3 separate regions of the Sus scrofa genome follow, and all the other regions are linked to region 3. The links are chromatin contacts, called in public Hi-C maps. All regions are on one chromosome and are shown on one strand. The core of a region is the stretch at or near the end of the contact, and the rest is flanking DNA. Distances in the headings are between cores, read along the strand shown.

The links. Hi-C and Micro-C count contacts between places; a contact is called where the count stands out from the background.
Region 1: a Hi-C map of liver shows a contact between it and region 3, with 2.3 times the contacts expected there. The contact joins the enhancer-like site here to the promoter of MTUS1 in region 3. A contact is called at or near these places in 1 of 5 promoter capture datasets (liver), 8 of 47 Hi-C or Micro-C datasets (adipocytes, fetal heart ventricle, heart right ventricle and 3 more) and 1 of 2 datasets of contacts at active chromatin or transcription factors (skeletal muscle).
Region 2: a contact with region 3 is called in a Hi-C map of liver, with 8 times the contacts expected there. The contact joins the promoter of FGL1 here to the promoter of MTUS1 in region 3. A contact is called at or near these places in 1 of 5 promoter capture datasets (liver), 4 of 47 Hi-C or Micro-C datasets (heart right ventricle, liver and undifferentiated spermatogonia) and 1 of 2 datasets of contacts at active chromatin or transcription factors (skeletal muscle).

What each region holds. Positions count from the first base shown.
Region 1 is chr17:5,415,918-5,420,265 of Sscrofa11.1, reverse strand. All of the region lies in intron 3 of MTUS1 (microtubule-associated tumor suppressor 1), which reads left to right. Among named protein-coding and RNA genes, the nearest start is that of MTUS1, 89 kb to the left of the region's middle. Within about 2 kb of position 1,750, at least 25 of the 83 cell types and tissues checked have an H3K27ac peak or open chromatin away from gene starts, as enhancers often do. A contact at or near this core is called in liver, where this site is marked.
Region 2 is chr17:5,593,790-5,597,851 of Sscrofa11.1, reverse strand. It overlaps FGL1 (fibrinogen-like protein 1), which reads left to right and starts at 1,418. Exons shown (of 8, transcript XM_021077952.1): 1 at 1,418-1,489. PCM1 (pericentriolar material 1 protein) reads right to left here and starts at 853. Exons shown (of 41, transcript XM_021077917.1): 1 at 516-853.
Region 3 is chr17:5,505,115-5,509,308 of Sscrofa11.1, reverse strand. MTUS1 (microtubule-associated tumor suppressor 1) reads left to right here and starts at 2,097. Exons shown (of 15, transcript XM_021077995.1): 1 at 2,097-2,492.

The DNA.
Region 1 (4,348 bases), core at 501-3,000, 89 kb after region 3:
CCATAGCTCATGGCAATGCCAGATCCTGTTAACCCACTGAGCAAGGCCAGGGATCGAACCTGCAACCTCATGGTTCCTAGTTGGATTCATTTCCACTACGCCACAAAGGGGACTCCTATCAGAATTCTTGATTTGTGATTTAGGCAAAAATATAAATCCTGCTTCTCCCTCGGAATTTCTCTATAAATTTGGCATGAAAAATTCATTCAGTGGCATTCTCTTTTGATGAACGTGCTGTGAGACACTGAAATATTTTTTTTTATTTTTATTTTTTTGTCTTTTTAGAGCTGCACCTGCAGCATATGGAGGTTCCCAGGCTAGACGTCTGATCAGAGCTGTAGCCACCGGCCTATGCCACAGCCACAGCAACAGCAACTTGGGATCCGAGCCGTGTCTGCAACGTATACCACAGCTCACGGCAACACAGGATCCTTAACTCACTGGTCGAGGCCAGGGAAGGAACCTGCAACCTCATGTTTCCTAGTCGGATTTGTTTCCACTGCGCCACGACAGAACTCCCCGACACTGAAATATTTATGTGTTGAAGGCAACTGGTATTTTTTTCTTCAAGGATTCTAAACTGTACCATTTGCAGTGATGGTGGTTTGGGCTTATTTAAGGAAAGAAAGCAATCTAGGGGCTTTTGGAACATAACTGGAAGTTTTTTTAAAAGATAACTTCAGTTTCATTTTACTTTGTAAAAGGCTATATTTTGTAGATATTTTTTTTTCTAGTCATATACTTTCATGCTAGATTCAGTGTAACAAGAACAGTATATTACAACTTCAAGCCTAGCTTTAAGTAACGCAAGCTGAAAATATTTTTAAAGCTTCCAGTTCATGTGAATTCTGTTTCTGTGTATGAAATGGGTGAATTGAGTCTTTCCTTTCTTTCAAAAGATGTATTAGGTCTTAGTATTGATTCGTTCATTTCCTTTTTAATTGCTTTTTACAAAATAATTCAATGGATTGACTAATTTAACCTAATTTTGGAGTTTCTGCTGTGTCCAGGCACCACTGTAGATGCTGTGAGGGATATGGGATATAAAAGATAGTTGAGGAGAAAGAAAACATTTATGTGGATAAGTAGGATAGCCGATAAAGCGAGCTATGAGGGAGTGGCGGGGGGGAGGGGCGTTCTCTCTGCTTTGGGGGGGTGTCAATTTCTTCTTTCTGGTGAGGGACAGAGGCAAAGTGGAGCATGGTTACTGAACCTTCTGGGTGTCTGGGTGTGGAGCACTTTAGTTTCTCTCAAATAACTTCTGTTATCCTGATTTTATATGCGTGGTAATTGCGGCTCAGAGAGATTGTCCCTGATCCAAAGGGCACTCAGCCAGAATGTGACACAATTTAGACTGTGTTGGTGGAGGGCAGGGCACTGAATTCATGACTGAATTAATGACCACGTCCCCCAGAGGGCTCTTAGCAGCAGTGGGCTGGTCTCCTACGAGAGTAGTAAGTAGCTGTGTACCGGACCTCCCGGAGCCCTGAAACATGCAACTTGAAATTAAATGGGACAATTCTCTGCATATCGTTTAAATTTGGAAGTTGTGGCGTAAGATCAGACGGGTTTGCGATGCATCTGAAAAGGTCATTCACACAGTCATTATCTTAAGGTCATTTCACTTGCAGCTTTTGCTGTTTGTAATGGGAAATGCCAAAAAGAAACTGCCACAACAGAGGCACGCAGGTGCCCTTGGAGGGCTGTAGGGGTGTGTAGGGAATTGGGGACCCGGGCAGGAGGCGTCCCCGCTACGGCCATGTTGCCCAGCCCCGTTCCTGTGTCTGACACTCTGACACTGTGAGGAGGGTGTCGGAAGCTTTTGTCCTCTCCTTTTTGTCTTTTAACAAAGGGGCTTCCCGTAAACCCACAGAGCCTGGCCAGTGGCTCTGTGTCCCTGTAGCAGATTAAGCATTCAAATCAATGAGTCTCTTTCTTAGTCTGATTTGCCAGCTAGTTTAAGCTCTAATGTGCAGTGCCTTGGAGCTTAGAGATTTTTTTTTTTCCCTCCCCTCGAATTCACTGAGAGATGCATGAGGCACAGGAGAGTGAACATGGCTGCAGCTTTCCTTGCTTAAGCTTGCTTTGATCCTTTTAAATGACTATACCAGGAGGATTTCGCAGTTGTACAGAAACGGATACTTCTTCAAAAATATTTATCAATTCTACACTCACCCCACCGGCTGGCTCAGAGAGGCACTATGATGCCACCCTATTGACACTGCTGGTTCTGGGATCCTACAGCCTTTGTATAGTTCCTTTGTTAGCCACGTTTACTGGGAAAAGAAGTAGGTCGATGATTTCTGGTTTGATTCTTTCTTTTTTAGCATGCTTAAATTTTATTCAATAAATTGATGTAGCACCTCTTGATTGCTATTTTCCTAGCTTGTAATTTGTTCATTGTAGCATTTCTCAGACATATTTATATTTAAGTTGTGAATGATTCTATATGGAACCAATTTTATTGTGTGTTTTATATGTTTTGGGACTCGGACTAAATATAATTCAGCACTATTGTTGGTGTTCTTGGCACACGAAATTACCTTATAAAGGACTGGTTAATGGTCTCATTTCTGATTAAATTTCTGGTAGTTTTTGTGTCGACCTAATCATTGTGTGAGCATAGAAAAATACTTTCCCAGAATTAAGATGAAAACATCACATTTTAAATAATCTTACTCATAGTATGTCTAAAAATATTTAAAATGTAGACTTTTTAAAGATTACCTTAAAACGTGAAAAAATCATTTTGAGCTGAATTTTCCAATTTCCGGTAATAGTGGATCGTGTTAGGAAGCACCTTAATCTTTTGATCAGTGTTGTAGATTCATATTGGGGTAAGCATTTGAACCCTTTTAAAGAATGTTTTCTTGTTTCGTCTATTCATTTTCTTTGTGATGTGGTGCCGTTAGTGGAATCATTGAGGAACTTCTGAGATTGCATAGTGCTGTTGTAAAATTAGCATCTGGTTCTCAGTCCGTACTTAGGGATGCTATAGAAATATCATTACCAAGTTGTAAATTGACTAAATCAGGATACCGAAGGCAATACAATTTTCTTACTTGGGGGTTTCAGCAGGTTCTTTGTGTGTGTTCTTTTAAGTCTGGAAAAATTTAAAGTAACAGTATTGATTTTTTCTTTTCTTTCTTTCTTTTTTTTTTTTTAGATATTAGCACAGAACATTGCACAGTAGTTTCTATTTCAGATGTACTCATTTTTAGAGGTTAAGTGGTCTAAGCTCTTCCAGACTCAGGTAGCTAAAGTCCAGTCTTTAAGATCATTTGATAAAAATAAGTTATACATTGTAGTTTTTGAAAAGAATTGAAGGTTTGAGGACCTTTGTGTGGGTGTAGAAGGAGGTCTCAGGAGAGCTTGTAATTTTGCCATATTAGCAAATGTGAAGTCCAAGGGCTTCCTTCTCCTAGCAGTTTGGCCACAAAAACACGTTAAGCCTGTTTATTTTTGAGAAGCAAATGGTAAGGTGGAGGTAAGGGCACACACCAAAGCTCTGTGCACAAAACCAGAGAACAGGTAGAGGTTATTAATTGAAGAAATGGAGCATTTTCTCCCTTGCTCCATGGCCAGCCTTGCACACGCACAGTGCGAGATGTAGAGAAGGGCGTCCACCTTGGACTCATCCTAGCTTTATTACCAACTCATTGAAGTTGGACATACTCTCCTGGCCTCAATATCCTCACCTGATGAATGGGAAGGCAGGCCTAGATTATCTTCAGAATCCTGGCAGCAGCAAATCTTTGCAACCACATTTATTTTCTTCACGGCAATGAGGTGGTGCCTCATGGTTTGGAAGGCGGTATTTGGAGTGTTGAAGTGAGCGGGGTGAGTGAGAGAAGGATTAGTCGTATTGAGCCTCAGTCTCTTCCTCATCATAGGATGGCCACCGGGGACAGTGTGGCTGGCCCCCACCGGTCAGCTGGCGGGGATCACCTGGGACACAGTGTTGAGAGGTTTTCCAGCTGCTTCCAGGTTCAGAGCAAAAGTGTGTGCTTGACAAGTGACGCCTGTGGGAGGCAAGGCAGGGATGAAAGGGCCCTGTATTGCACACAGAACGTGCTTCATACTTAGGCACATCTGAGTGGACTGTTGAATACGGACATGCTATTATCCAGACTGGTATTCATTTTGTTCTCATTCTTGGAATGTTTTTCTAGGGTATGTATGAGATGTTCTTGTTATTGCAAAGTTGGGTCATTCTGCTTTGGGAATTTGAAAGCTTAGACTTAAGTAGTGATTTGACTTCAAGCCAGGTGGGCAGATGATCTGGCACAGTGGGAACCGTTCAGTCGATTCACCAAAGTTCAAGAAATGAGCAGAATGTTGGTGCTCT
Region 2 (4,062 bases), core at 169-2,668, 89 kb before region 3:
AAAACGCCGCTGCTCACAGCCCAACCCCCAAATCGCGTCGCTCCTCATCCGCCCTTCGCCACCCCAAATTCTGGACATCCAGAGCCCCACAGAATGGAATCTAGGGGGAAGAGGGGAGAGCAGAAGCGCAGTGATGAAGGCCCCTGGCTATGAAAAACTAGACTCCCCGCCCCTGGCAATCAAACCGCAGCCCCCTACTCCGTTTCCTCCCCTCGCAACGGACATTCCTGGAACTCCCGAGGCGCAGGGCGGCCTCCTCCGCGGGCAAGAAAGAGAGAGGGGCGGGGAGGCTAGAAGGGAGTTCCGAAAACGCCACTGCGTCTCCAGAAGCGTACCCCGAGATTGCGTCGGTCCGTCCGGAGTAGGGGCGGGCTGCCTGCCCAGCAGACTGGAAGCAAGAGGACCCAGGAGCCCAGACCCAGGCCCTCCAGGGTCAAGCGTGTCAGGGCCGTCGCTCTCCCGCCCAGAGCCGCGCTACCCTCGGTTGCCAAGGGCTGAGGACGCGCAGGCATTACCTGTAAACGAAGCACAAGCTCCTGCCAAGAGCGGAGGAGCGGTCGCTCCCACGCCCCGCCACCGGCAGCGGTCTTCCCTTCGAGTCCGAGCCAGGGAGAGTCCCCAAGTTCCCTGGCTGCTCAGGGCCCAATGGCCGCCTCTTCTACTTCAGCTACTCGGCGCCAACCGCCGCAGCCACCGCCATCTTAGGATCTCATTGTGGTGGGAGAAGAGGGGCGGGGGGACTGCAGAGGGGCAACGGGAGGGGAGACATGCGCCGTCTCCGCGGCAACGGCCGCGCGGGGGCGAAACTCGCCCGGGCGGGAGCTACAGTGTGATCCACGCTCTAGACTGGAGTCATGTGATCCGCTGGAGTCTATGGTGTCACCTCTGGCAGCGGTGCCTATTGCACAAACGAGCCACTGGAGACTACATATCCCAGAATGCCAGGTCAACCTGAGGTTATACGCGCCCGCTCAGCCGCCCGAAAGAAATGACTACAAGTCCCAACATGCTGTGCGCTTCGGGCGCCGATCGCCCTGCCAGGGGCTGGAGGCCCTGACGGAAGTGGGTTGACTTCCGCCTCAGGCAGCTGGGAAATGCGCGGAGGCGCGTAGTGGTTTCCGTGGGGCTTCCAGCTCCGGGTTGTGCTTGCTGGAAAGGAAAGACTAAAGACTAAAGCTGGGCATCGCTCTCCTGTTCCCTGTCCACCAAGAGCTTCCTCACAGGAAGGTTGAAAACAAAAGCGCCCGTGCAATCTGGTCCTAAGTTTACACGTGAGGAAAATCCCATGAGTTAATTGGAGGAACATCATACAGCTGGTCAAGGATAGAGTCACACATGTTAATAATTAACACCGCCTTGGATTAATGCCCTACTTTTTCCTTTGAAGAACCAGCTGACCTTCATCAAAATTTAGTATCCAGAAGTTTTCTCTAAGACTATGGTCTTTGAATTCTTTTTTTATTCTTCTCTCAGCAGCGACACTTTTAAGGTTAGTTTATTTACACATTCTCCCTTAAAATGCTAGGGAATGCAAATTTGTTCGCGGGAAGCATAGTGAAGTCAAACAGAGAAATCATTTTGGAGCAGAGAAAAGTTAATTTTAGGGCCATGCAAAGAGAAGGGTGGCTCGTGCTGCTAAAACATGGAACTCTGTAAAGAGTTTTGGCAAAGCATTTTTAAAAGCCAGGTAAGGGAAGGGAGTTGCAGGGTGTGTGTTCAGCTCCTGCACAGCTCTCTGGTTGAAGGTGAAGTAACAGCGTGGTGTCTTCCGGGTTGACATCAATCCTTAGGCTCCAGGAGGCTAGAGGGCCATGGGCTCATTGTCATCAAGTAGTTAACATCGTGCGTTTTGTGGGAGGTTTTCACATCTGTAAAACAACTCTGAAAATGTGCATCAGATACTGTTATCTAGGTACTTCAGAGAGGAGCTAAAGCAGAGGATATGGGGGGAAAGACGTGCCCCCAAGGCCCCACAGGGTCCTACTTCATTACAAACCCCAAAAATATGGTCAAGTGACAACGCCTGTGTGGCTATCTGAAAATTTTGAAATGCTAGTCAATTTTTCTTGCATGCAAGGACATTGTTTTTTTAAGACCGTTTGTAATTGTGGGATAATTTTGTTTTACGCAAAATAAGAATAGGAAGAATGAAGAATGGCATCTGGGTTCCAACAGCAAATTGTTCTGTTACCAATAGAAATTTTTTCACAAAAGCAGTTAATAGAACTGCATCTCAGTACATAATTCAGATAAAACCCTTCCTGCTGCTGTAATTTGCAGCTGAATCCAGGTTCCATTCCAGTACAGTGATCTTTGACACTGTTTATTTGTCATACTTTTTTTTGGCCAGAGTGTGTAGTGGCTTGACATGGGATCTCAGTTCCCAGACCAAGGACTGAATCCATGCCATAGTGGTGAAAGCACTAAGTCCTAACCACTAGACTACTAGGGAACTCCCTGAGGTACATTTTAAAATACTTTCTGTATGTCTAATAGTGCTAATTACTTAGGTAACAAAAGCATAGTCCATGCCCTTTAAAAGCAAATATTTTAGTGAATGATGAAGAAATAGGATATGATATAAATCAATTCTGTTTTGTAAGAAAACTCAGAGCACAGAGCAGCTAATGGATTGTATTTACTGTAGTCCACCGTGCCTTAGGCCTCATTGTAATTCCACCGTGCTCTAAGATCTTGGATAAGTTACTTAACCTTTCTGAGCTTCAATTTGCCTCATCTATGAAATGAGGAGAAACTAATAATATTCTTACCTTGGAAGGATTTTTTTAAAAATAGTGTTTATTTTGTACTAAGCATTTCATCTATTGTGATTTTCTTTTTATTTTTTTTTAATGGTTTACTTTTGCCCTTAATTTTTTATTTATTTATTTTTTTGTCTTTTTGCCATTTCTTGGGCCTCTCCCTCGGCATATGGAGGTTCCTAGGCTAGGGGCCAGTCTACGCCAGAGCCACAGCAACGCGGGATCCGAGCCGCGTCTGCGACCTACACCACAGCTCACGGCAACACCGGATCGTTAACCCACTGAGCAAGGGCAGGGATCGAACCCGCAACCTCATGGTTCCTAGTCGGATTCGTTAACCACTGCGCCACGATGGGAACTCCTATTGTGACTTTCTTAATTCTCACAACTATCCTGAAGAGATTGGTTCTGCATCAGTTCATTTTACCAATGATAGATTAAATAAATCACCAAAGTTCTGACAGCTCCTAGTGAAAGAGGCCAGGTCTAAACTGAGGTCTACTGACTCCTTGGAGGGATTTTTTGATTAAGAAAATGCACGGGAGGAGTTCCCGTCCTGGCTCAGTGGAAACAAATCCAACTAGGAACCATGAGATTGCGGCTTCGATCCCTGGCCTCACTCAGTGGTTTAAGGATCAGACGTTGCTGTGAGCTACCTGGTTGCGGATGTAGCTCGGATCTGGCATTGCTGTGGCTCTGGTATAGGTAGGCTGGCAGCTGCAAGTTTCGATTTGACCCCTAGCCTGGTAACCTCCATGTTCCTTGGATATGGCCCTAAAAAGCGAAAAAAAAAACAAAAAAAAAAAACACGGGAAAAAGTATTAGCATATGATAAGGTCTCAAAATATTAGCTGTAATCATCACCTTCATCACCATTTTGTTTTATGCATATATTTACTTCTTACATACTACATACTATGTATCATTTTTAAATATGTAGAAATATGTCATTAAAACAATTCAAAAGCATTACTGACATCATTATTGTCGTATTTTTTAAATTTATGAACCCTAAAAAATGATGTCAATACTATCATGTCTGGTGGGAGGAGTCTGAGAAAATTTTTTCATTAAAATGGGGTACTCAAACTGAATATGAACATTGTTGATCTTAGCAGGGGACGGAGGCAGGAAACTGAAAAATGGCAAAATTATCTCAGACTGGAGTTCCCCTTGTGGCGCAGGGGAAATGAATCTGACTAGAGACCATGAGGTTTCGAGTTCAATCCCTGGCCCAATGGGTTAAGGATCTGGCTCACTGGGTTAAGGATCTGGCATTGCCATGAGCTCTGGTGTAGGT
Region 3 (4,194 bases), core at 848-3,347:
AGATTCTTAACCCACTGTGCCACAGCAGGAATTCCTCATTTTTTTTTTTTTAAAGTCTTTAATAGGATATAATTTTATGGCTGTATCATAACTTACTATTCTTTTATTAATGAATGTACTTTTTTCAATCTTTTGTTATAGAAAATGCTGAAACAAACTTACGTACACCTGCCACTTCTCACACGTGTTGTAAGATAAGTTGTCATAGGTAGACTTACTAGCGCAAAGGCTATGTGCCTTTAACATTTTTTTAGGTATTGTGAATTGCCCATGATGGAGGTCATTCTAGTTTACATCCACATCTGCATTGTGACTGCCTGCTTCTCCACACTTTTGCCAACACGCTAGGATTATAAAACTTTCTAATCTTTGTCAACCTGAGAAGTGAAAAATGGTCTCAGTGTAGTTTTAATTTGCATTTTTCTAATGGAGAAATAAAATTGTGTGTTTAAAAAAAAATTTTTTTTGGACAAACCGCCACAAAATTATGTAGGGTTATTATCACCCTTAGAATTGTTCCCGGAGTCTGTAGCAGGTCAACACTAGAGTTCAGAGATCAAGAACATGGCCACATGCCCAGAACCAAGATGGAGAGAAAGTCAGCAGGCCCCATTTCAAGCATATTTGCCTTGACAGAGTCCCAGATGATGTCCCTAGAAGGTAACTTATGTTTTCCTGTGGATGCAATTAGAAGCTAAGTTTCAATTCCCCTGTGGCCACAAAAGTTGCTTCTAAATACTTAGGAGAGGGCTTATTTGTTCTCTGTTTTTTTTTCCCTCTTCAATCTATACCACGAAAAAATGAAGCAAAACAGGTTCTATGTTTATAGATATAACTAAGCCACACAATAGAACTGTGAGGGGGTTGGACCAAGTCATCTGGGTCACAACAGGGTTATAAAGATTAAATGATATGTTTAACACTAGGAGTATTCTGCTTAGGGAGGAGGCATGTTGCTAATTAGCATATTTGCCTCATGACTTGCAGAAACAAAAGTGCTTTGTTTTGTGTTAGTTTATTTTTTGGTGCTTTTGCATAAGGGAGAACCACTCAATGGTGTTTAATGCTGCATCTCTTTTCAAATAATCCCAAAGAATTGTCATCAGGTGATAACAATAAAAAGATTAGGAGTTGGGTCTACCGGGTTTGCACTTGCCCCTCACTGGCTGTGTGACCTTGAGCAAATGCACTTGACCTTTCTGAGCTTGTTTCCTCACTTGAAAAAATGGAAGTAATAATCTGACCTGTAAACTCCTAGGTCTTGTTGAGGAAATGATGGAATGTTGTAGACATGAAAACACTTTACCACTGTAAATGGCAACATATACCTTAGTTGATCTGATATTGATAGCACAGAAAATTTTTATCAGTTACGGTATTCTCTTAAGCTTTTAGCAGAGTTCCCATCCTGGCGCAGCAGAAATGAATCTAACTAGGAACCATGAGGTTGTGGGTTCCATCCCTGACCTCGCTCAGTGGGTTAAGGATCCTGCCTTGTGTGAGCTGTGGTGTAGGTTGCAGACCTGGCTGGGATCTGGCGTTGCTGTGGTTGTGGCATAGACCGGCAGCTGTAGCTCTGATTCCACCCCTAGCCTGGGAACCTCCTTATGCCGCCTGTGCGGCCCTAAAAAAAAAAAAAAAAAAAAAAAAAATTGGACTCAGGTTGACTGACATTTAAAGGTTCAATAATGTTACATCTCATAGGTGGACTAGCATCTTTGGAAAAGCATTGTATTAAAACTATTCCTATAGATGAAAATATTTTATAGTTCTAATAGCTATGAATGAAATCTGTTGAGTTTAGCAAAAAAGAGGGACTTGTGTTTAGAGAAAAGTGGGTCCGGCTTTTTCTCTCCAGGCTTTCTACTCTCCTCTCCACTTTTTATTCAAAGATCTAACAGCGGGAACTCATTGCTTTAACCCTTAATAGGTGTTTGCTAGCAAATCTCTAAGGAGCACGAAGACAATACTGAGCGGGAGTCGGACACTCTGAAGAGGCAATCACCGCTGGTTCCTTGCAAACCTCCGCCCAGATAATTCTGCCAAACTTCCCCCTCCTACCCCTACCCTGCCCGCCCTCTCGGCCCTGCCCCGTCGCTAGCGGGAAGACAGAGCTCGCAGGAAAACACAGGTGGCAAGAGCAGAGCAGAAGGCAGATCCTCTCGGCAGCCGGCCAGGTTTGGGGCCCCAGGTCTGTGCACCGCCAGGCTCAAGTCGCCTGCGGGAACCTGCGTGGTCTGGAACCTATGGTTCAGCCAGGTGCGCAGGCAGCAGCCCCGGGTCCGGAGTGCACGTGGCAACAGGTGCATCTCGGACCAGAGCGGACGCGGAGGGCGTGGGGCGCGTAGGTACTTAGCCCCGGAGCGCGCGCGGCATTGGGATCCCAACCCGGGAGCGCGAGAGGAGGGAGCCTACAGGCCAGCAGAGTTCGCCAACCTGCCGAGCTGAGCGGAGCGCAGCGCAGCGGTAGCCTCCGGGGTTGGCGTCCCGAGGTACAGCCCTGCGCGTTTTTTCAAGTTTCTCGGGGGGCAGGCATCCCCTGGCCTCCGCCTGGCCTTTGTCTCCAGCTGCGACGCTCAGGCTGGGCCTCCTGAAAGGTGCTGCGGGGGGGGGGGGGGGGGCGCACAGGGAGGTGGGGGCAGAGGCGGTTGAGCTTTGCTATTTACAAGTTTCCCGAACTCCCCGCCCTGGCTCCACCCCCGAGGCTTGAGAGGCGGAGGTTGGGGCGCCCCGGACTCCGGGTTCCCGCCTGGCAGCTGCGGTGGCGGCCGGCGTGTGGGCAGGGGTGGGGGTGGGGGGCGAGAAGCGGGTCCCCAGGACACTGCCCGTCGGACACTGATTGCACCTCGGGCCTCCCGGGTGGGCCTGGCGCACCTTCGCCGCCGGTCCAAAGGGCGCCCAGCCTCTGAGTGCTGGTCTCCCGAATTGCGTCTCGGCTTCCCGGAGGGCTTGGGGTTGGCTCGGAGGCGCTGCGGGTAAGTGCGGGGTTAAGTGTGGCTGCCCAGCTTGTGCGTTGTGGGGATCCCGGGCGCGACCCTCACAGGGTGACAGGACTCGCTTTGAGGGAGGGGGCAGGTATTTTGGAACCTTGGGTGCAAAAGTTGAAGAGGTGGAGGCTGCGGAGGGCTGGTCTCACGTGGAGGCAGGGCAGTTCCTGAGAAAGGAACGGATGCAGATCTGGTAGCTGTCACCTTGAAAGTGACCGAAGGGGTTTACCTTCGAGTAAGTTATGCAGACTGACATCCAGGTACCCTCAGCCGGAAGCCACCCACCGGACACTTGACCTGCATGGGCCCGGCAGTCTCAGCCTTCTCTCTGGGCGGTTCGCTTGGGCCAGTTCTCAGCATAAGCAATCAGGGCTGAAAATATGGCATTAATGCAGTTGCTGCAATTCCCAAGGTCCTCTGTCCGTGTCTTATTACTTCCTGCAGTGCCCTTGTGCTCTTCTAGTGCTTTAGAAAAATCCACTCTTCACCACTCTAATTAATGGACTTGTGTGTTTACCTACCTTAAATAAATCTTTGTCCTCTTCTTTTTCTACTGTTATTTGTTGATTTTGACTTGGGCTAAGTTATTTTGGAGTAGGAATGGAGAGATTAATTCTTCATTTAGCCTGCATAAAGTTTCATATGCCCTATTAACTACTGTGTGTTTCAAGCAGTTAGTGTAGTAAGAAAGGAAATTCAGTGTGTTTTTAGTTTGTTTAAATAAAGGCTTGTGCAAAACAGGGGAGATGAAAGCGTTTGTCTTGCCAGGTGATATGAATTCAGTCATCTTGACATTAAATCCTCAGCCCTTGGGCTGGAGGAAGGGCGTGGACGTGTTGGGAGTGGAAGGAAGGAGGGAGGGGAATTTAAAAAAAAAAAAAAAAGAGTTACTCCTTCCTGGGAACCTGTGACCTCCTTAAGGAGTTCAGATATCCTCAGATAACAGTGTGTGGTTAACCCTACCGGGAATTTGCATGGTTGGAATTGCAATTCTGTAGGAAAAAAAAAAAAACTTCTTTTTCAGAGATAATTAGGTCAGGAAATGATGGACAATTTACATCGAAACAATGATACCCTGTTTGTATAGTGCTTTAGGATGTATAAAATGCTTTTATTTTTTCCTCAAGTACAGTGTTTCATAAGAGATGTACTCACTTATCCTTTAACGCAATACTTAGGATTGGAATTTTGTTTAAAATAGTATATA